Linked DNA regions of Zea mays: region 2 is linked to region 1. Evidence: chromatin contacts called from public Hi-C data. All regions are on one chromosome and are shown on one strand. The core of a region is the stretch at or near the end of the contact, and the rest is flanking DNA. Distances in the headings are between cores, read along the strand shown. Region 1 has its middle 78 kb from the start of LOC100381535. Region 2 holds the start of LOC100381535.

Region 1 (3,907 bases), core at 1,242-3,741:
GCTCTAGGTCACAACACATTTCTCATTTTGCTCACTCAGGTTTTGTTGCTACTTTTGAGCCCCGAGATGTTGGACATGCTTTATCTGATCCTAACTGGGTTAATGCTATGCATGAGGAGCTTGAAAATTTTGAAAGAAATCAGGTTTGGGTTTTGGTGCCACCTCCTTCTAACTATCATCCCATCGGTACAAAATGGGTTTTCAAAAACAAACATAGTGAGGATGGTTTGGTAGTGAGAAACAAGGCGAGGCGGGTTGCCCAAGGGTATTGCCAAAAAGAGGGAATTGATAATGAGGAGACCTTTGCCCCTGTTGCCCGTTTAGAGGCCATTAGGATCCTTTTAGCCTTTGTTGCTTCAAAGGGTTTTACGCTTTTTCAAATGGATGTCAAAAGTGCCTTTTTGAATGGGTATATAGAGGAAGATGTATATGTTAGGCAACCCCCTGGTTTTGAGAGTTCCAAGTTTCCAAACCACGTTTTTAAACTCCAAAAAGCTCTGTATGGTTTGAAACAAGCCCCTAGAGCCTGGTATGAGCGTTTGAAATCTTTTCTACTTTCCAAGGGTTTTAAAATGGGCTCTGTGGACAAAACTCTTTTTCTCCTCAAGCATAATAATGACACCCTTTTAGTCCAGATTTCGTGGATGATGTCATCTTTGGTGGTTCTTCTAATGCTCTTGTATCTAGATTTTCAGATCTTATGAGCAGGGAATTTGAGATGAGCATGATGGGCGAGCTGAATTTCTTTCTTGGGTTGCAAATCAAGTAGACTCAAGACGGGACCTTTGTGCATACAAGACAAAGGAAGCCCCAAGAAAGCCATACTGGGAGAAATACAAAATAAAGCCCACACATGGGATAATTTTCTCCACAATCGACAAGCCAAAGCTCCTTAGAAAGGTCAGCAATTTTGTGTACCTTTTAAATAATCCTCGGGTTGGTACCAAGACGTTACAACATTTTTATCGGTATACAAAGATTTACCACTAATGTTGTCATGCTGGACTCTGTTATATTTGATATCCTGTAGTCTAATTTGAGCACTGCTGGTTAATTCCTAACTTGCTAAAGGATATTCTGCAGTAAATCATGTATTCGACTGTACACTTTACGTTGCACATAATTGGACCTTTTATTCACAGTATGACATCTGCCTACACTATAGAACTATGGACATGATAGATCATCTACCTACACTACAGAACTCTCATACTGTATTGGTTGCCCTATCACTTTATTTTGTTGTTTGGGGTTAAAGCAAATTGAGCCTCTAGCTTTTGAAAAAAACAAGATGATGGTGGAGGGTTTCCTTGCGCTCAACTTAAGATTCTTAAATAAAAATGTCCACTTCTCGCATGTATTGCATTTATATAGTGGTGTGTTCATTCTGATTTTACTTAGTTAACTCTGAGATGTCCATTTAGATTTCCACCGCTTGTTTGAAATATATTGCCCATTTAGAAAAAAAACATATACTGTCTACAAAATAGTCTAAAAATAAGATTTAGGTTATCTATAATTTTAAGTTAGCCGTATGATTTACTGGGACGAGTTCTCTACCTATTTGCATGTCCCTCTGTTAAAGTTGTTGAAATACATGTTTTACTAAAGGTTGAAATATCGAGGCATCAGTCAAGGGATTATTGTTGGATCCCTTAACCATTATGTCAAAAGGCGTTTGCCTGGTTTGAATCGGCGTAAAAGCATTAGTGATGCCATCAAGTGTCTTTTGGCTCATTAGTTCTTTATTGATCTGAGTTGTCTTATACCAGGATAGGACGTATTAGGACTACTTTGTAATACTTAAGAAATTTCTGATAGGGCGCCCCTATCTTTTTTATAAATTTGGGCCAAAGCTAAAAGGGGTAAGCTTATGACAAAACTAAAGCGGAGCGGGGAGATAGCGTGTACTATCTAGAATACGCGATTCTTTCCTGCGTACATACATATACAAATATAAAAACATATATGCATTTGCTTGCGCTGTAGCACGCTTTATGCCTTGGCCTTGTAGATACGTGAAGAATAGCATAATATGCTAAGCATGGGCGAGTTAATTAATTAATCGGATGGGATGTACTAGTATCCTCCAGCCGGTTCCAGAAGCACGCTCCGAATCATGGGATGATGAAGAAACGAGGGATGCTCTGTATTTGTACACAAGAAAAGAAAAGAGGACGTTGAGACTGAGGACATTGAGTTCCAAGGAGCTTGCCTCAGAGCTGAAGCCAGAGCGCGCAGCGCAGGGCGTCATCCAAGTAAGGTCCATCCATGTAAATTGCAAAAACTATAGGGTGTCATCAGCAAAAAAAACATTCACTCCTGGGCCCTGGGTTTCCTTTTCCTTGCACCTAACCACGCACACAAGTGCAGGTGCAGCCATCTGATCTGACCTTGATCTCTCTCAGCGTCTCGGTAGCTGCAGCGTGGTGTGGACGCGCAGGCAAAAGGAGGCGGAGACGTGTCCGCAGCGAATCCGCTTTTACGACCTGTGGACCCGGACTGCGTCAGTGGTCACGGCACGGGTTGGGCTGGCCGTGCCCGTGAGTCGTGCATGAGGTCGGGTTGGCGTGCTACCGCACAAAGGTTTGACTACGGGGGGAGACGCGGTGAGCGCGTGCAAAAGAGGATGACGTGCGCAGAGCCCAAGCTCCCTTGTGGCCAACGACGTCACCCACGGTGGCAACGTGACTGTACGACTTGGGCATGCCGCATGCCTCGTGCCAGTGTGCGTGGGTGGAGTGGGTGTGGGCCAACACGCAAACACGGTCCATTAAGAGCTCCAAGTGGAAATGCAAAAAAAAAAAAACCCAAAAACTGAATATGGAGGGCATATTTAACGTTATGTAGGGGTGAAACAAATGGTAACTCCAACAGTTCCCTCAAAATAAAAAACCAAAAATAAAACTGTGCCAACTTTTAAAAATCGCTGGCCCATTTTGCCTAAATCGCAGCCTATTTATTACGTACCATTGGTTTTTTACTTTTACGTTGTCTGGTAGCCGTACTCAGCCGCCGCCAGGTGCCACTCGCGTGGGATTTCACGCGCAGGAGGAGATCGACAAATCATCACATCACGACGGGAAGTTTTCAACGGTTAGTTTTCAAGTATGTTTTTTCTCTCCGTCGTGATATAGCTTTTTGCATCTTAGCTTGACTATAATCAGGAATTTTATGAATAAAACGGATTTTTTGACGTCTTTGATTAGATTGGTTATGACTCGACGTCTTTGATTAGATTGGTTATGACTCGACTAAGCCTTTCAATACAACTAGTATTGGAATCGTCATCAGATGAGAAAGATGATGATTATTTTCTCGCTGTAACGCATGTGGCCACAAATGTGAATGAATCCGATGGTGAAAAGAAATATCGTGGTTCTATTCAAGGGCATCGAGTCCTTCGGCGAGACAGAATAGCTGGACATCATATGCTATATCAAGATTATTTTTCAGAGAATCCTACGTACGGACATTGCTATTTACGACGCCGGTATGCATATATTACATATATATATTTTGCATTTTTTAAAAAATTAGTGTACGCATGCGTCTTATTAATCTTTAAATGCAGGTTTCGAATGAGGCGTACATTTTTTGAACGCTTATGGAAACGGGTAGAACAACATGATGCATATTTTGTGCAAAAAAGGAATGTTGCTGGTATACTTGGTCTTTCTAGTTTGCAAAAGGTTACCGCGGCATTTCGGATGCTAACTTATGGAGTTGCAGCTGATGCTACGGATGATTATATTCGTATTGGGGAGAGTACGCCTATTGAAAGTTTAGGAAGATTTATAAGTGGTGTTGTGGGCATATTTGGTGGTGAGTACTTGCGTTCACCTAATGAAGATGACACTAGTAGATTACTTGCCATTGGCGAAAGTAGAGGATTTCCTGGTATACT
Region 2 (3,763 bases), core at 521-3,020, 79 kb before region 1:
GCTCCACCTCCGGCTACGTCGTATTCTTAGGCGGCAACCTGGTGTCCTGGTCGTCGAAGCGCCAGCCGGTCGTCTCCCGCTCGAGTGCCGAGGCGGAGTACCGTGCTGTGGCCAACGGCGTGGCGGAGGCTGCGTGGCTCCGGCAGCTCCTCGCCGAGCTCCACAGTACCCTCTCCAGGAGCACGTTGGTCTACTGCGACAACGTCAGCGCCGTCTACCTCTCCACCAACCCGGTGCAGCACCAGCGGACCAAGCATGTAGAGATCGATCTACACTTCGTCCGCGATTATGTCGCCGCCGGTGCCGTTCGGGTCCTCCACGTCCCGACCACCTCCCAGTTTGTTGATATCTTCACCAAGGGCCTTCCGTCCTCGACCTTCACCGAGTTTCGCTCCAGCCTCAACATCAGTAGTGGCTAGTTGCGGTTGTGGGGGGATCATATGGTGTGCTGAGTGTGGTTACGTCTTCCTTTTTGAGTCCAGTCTGTGACCTCCGCTGCGTCGGAAGTTCAGACTGCGGGGGGGGGGGGGGGGGGGGGGGGGGGGGGTGTTAGAGTATATGTGCTATGTGTTTAGGCCCATGTGGCCCATGTACAACATTTCAACACTTTCAAGAACCAACAAACTCCAAAACCTGAATCTATACCAAAGTTCAATAAAATATCTCAAGACCCCAAAATTTCTAGAACTCCCCATTGCTCACCTCAAAGTCACGCCAATCAGGCTAACGCAAAGCAGGTAAACTTCTGATTTTTGAAAGAGGTAAACAAAAACCACAGAGAAGTTACCCAAATCATCCCCCCAACGTTAAATTGTTCCAAAAAATTTGGGGACTTTTGTCAACTAGACTAATAGAGCTCAAAATTCGCTCATAAAACCTTTAAAGTTAGCATAATTTATTCAGGGTTACACAAAAAAGAATAAGTCACTAGGGTCCTTGGCCTAAAATTCAGAACCGTATACACTCCCAAGTCATCCTCAGGCATCAAATCTAGCTCACAAACAGTACCTACATATGGAGCCAACTAAAATAGCAAAAAATTCATCCACGAAACCTGTTCGTGAAACAAAAGCCTATGCCTATATAGCTGAAAAGATCCGACCTTTAAAACTTTTAGCCCGAAATTCACCACGGAGGCAGCTATGAATTGCAAAGCGGTCCTAATTCCGCAAAATGAAACCATATTTCACGAATTTGGCCACATTTAAGGGTCCCCACATCCAATTTGACAGTCTAACCCAAACTAGCACCTACCACGCAATTGAGCCACAAACTTCGCAGGCAACAAGCCACCGACAGATCCAGCATCCAAGGACAATTACCTAGATGGAACTCGTGGCCACAGTGCAGCCTGGCGGTGGACCGCTCCCCGAACGCGGCGAGCACCGCGTCGAGGCAGATCGAACAGGACACCGCGGCCGCCTTGTCCTCCTTCCCGCCCGCCTCGTCCTCCACCGCCAGAGCTGCGGCGGACGCCGCCTGCTCCTTGGGCTCCGCACTGACGCCCATCCGCAACACCTCCTTTCCTCCCCTCCTCTCCTCCTCACCAACCGCGGTATTTCTTTGCCGGATCCCACCAAATCCGAGGCGGGACAGAGCTCGAAACGGACTCCCCGGACCCCGGTGACGGCGAGGCTGTCACCCCCGTCCCTCAGGCTGCTCGCGGCCTCGGGCTGCTCGCGCCCTGTCCAATCGCGAGGAGAGCGCTTGTGTGTCCCCCTCTTTCTCTCTCTCTTGCGTGGGTTCTCTCTCCTGTGTATGTGTATCTGCTTGCCGCCACGAGAAATTAGATAGACAGAGGCGGAAAAAGGATGGAAAAAAACAGGGGGCGGCGCATGGTAATAAGACCGATGTTTTGCGATGCAGTCACCTAGTATTACTGCAACTCTAACGTCCCAAACCTCAGTTACCAACTTTGAACACTATAAATTAAGGAACTATTTTTAAAGAACTATTGGATTTGGTCTAAGACCGATGTTTTGCGATGCAGTCATGCAGACCTAGTATTACTGCAACTCTAGCGTCCGGTTCTACCCTACTGCGGTTTGTCACTTGTTTAGTTTCTTAACTTATCGGTAAAAAGAAACATGTGAACAAAAGTCAGGATTATTTGCTTTTTGTAATTTAGAGCATGTTTGTTTCAGCATATAGATTATATAATTTGGATTATAATCTAGATTATAATTTAGATATATTATAATCTATATATAGTTGTTTGGTAGTCTAGATTATACAAATGTAGATTACTCACAAAGGCAACAGTACTCTTTTGTTTATTTGATATTTATACAATTATGACATTCTATCACTAGAAACAACAAGAGGCGACGCGATAATCTGCTAGCGGCGGTAAAAAAGAATGACGGTGAGAGGCACAATTGAGAATCTGATCATGTATGAGATGAGGAAACAAGAATGACATATATTGTAATTTCTATTTACATAACCATGTGTAGTGGGTCTTTTGCAAAATTAATCTCAAATAAGCTATTATTGAGCAGATTATGGGATTATCATAATCTGGGCTTTAGATTATATATATAATCTGAACCCATAATCTAGGTGTTTATTTACCTGCTGGATTATTTGTGCTGAATTATATAATCTGGAGAGATTATAATTTGAAATAAACATGGCCTTATATAAGATGGTGTTGAGCACAAAAGTGACGGACGGTCCGGCCCTTGGACCCGGACAGTCCGCGCGCCCCGCGATTATATTAACTCGGGTGATTATCCATGTAATCACGTGGGCGTTGTTGGCTACCGTCTAGGAACAGGTCTAGACCTCCTCCCCTATAAATATAAAGGGTACGGCCGATTGAGAAGCCCCGAACATATTTCAATCGAAACAATTACTTTCTTTATCATTATATCCTAGGAGTAGATGTAGCATAATCTAGTTATAGCTTTCTACATATGCACCTCCACCACTATTCGACTCTACGTCGTCTTGGGTAGCCTATCGACCCTTAGACAACTCTAGAATCTTACTCCTCCCGTGGGGCAAGATCTAGTTATTCATTCAAAACACTATATCCCGACTGCCTTAGAATAGGGTTTAATTAAATCTGGACTGTTGTTCTCAGATCTTGCAGTCGAGATTCCATACCAGTTCGATTTAAAATCAATCTAATATGAGCGCTCGATTGGCAATCCAATGGCTCCGGTTTCACGATACCTCTTCGACCGCGTATAATTGATAAAGAACCCCTCAGTTTGTTCTTATTTAACCCGTAGCCTACACCAGTTCAAATACCCTTATAGATAAGTCCCAGATTTTATATTTTGTATCCTGAAACTCTTTATTTTTTACCTGTCGTCCCTGGACTTAAGTAAATAATATGAATAAATCTAGAAAATAATTTCTAGTAGAAAATAAACCTAGAAACTTATATAATTCATATATTAATCGTTTTAACTCCGAATTTAGTGGTTCTCAAACCTACGATCTCGTAGCAACACGTAGAATATTCTTACGCAGTTTGTTCTCATGTTTTGGGTCTAATGTTATCATATCCATTATCTGTTTATTTGTATGTATTGCTATGAAAAGAAGTGAGGTCATGAGAAATATGAAGACCAAATTGGAGAAGTACTTGGAGATTGCACCAAAGGACAAGTTGTGTCCTTGATCACTTTCTTTACCTAATAATGTTCTCGATAATCATAGTGACATGCTCAGGTTAACTTTATGGGACCTAATAGGTTACCCTAGTTTTGTTTATCCTACACCTTGCAAACAAATGAATTATTGGGTAGTA

What was found. Hi-C and Micro-C count contacts between places; a contact is called where the count stands out from the background.
Region 2: a contact with region 1 is called in a Hi-C map of endosperm, with 2.9 times the contacts expected there. The contact joins the promoter of LOC100381535 here to the enhancer-like site in region 1. A contact is called at or near these places in 2 of 25 Hi-C or Micro-C datasets (ear and endosperm).

What each region holds. Positions count from the first base shown.
Region 1 is chr8:84,410,360-84,414,266 of Zm-B73-REFERENCE-NAM-5.0, reverse strand. No RefSeq gene overlaps it. Among protein-coding and RNA genes, the nearest start is that of LOC100381535, 78 kb to the left of the region's middle. Within about 2 kb of position 2,491, at least 7 of the 20 cell types and tissues checked have an H3K27ac peak or open chromatin away from gene starts, as enhancers often do. A contact at or near this core is called in endosperm, where this site is marked.
Region 2 is chr8:84,488,440-84,492,202 of Zm-B73-REFERENCE-NAM-5.0, reverse strand. LOC100381535 reads right to left here and starts at 1,770. Exons shown (of 6, transcript NM_001361442.1): 1 at 1,323-1,770. The coding sequence starts at 1,509.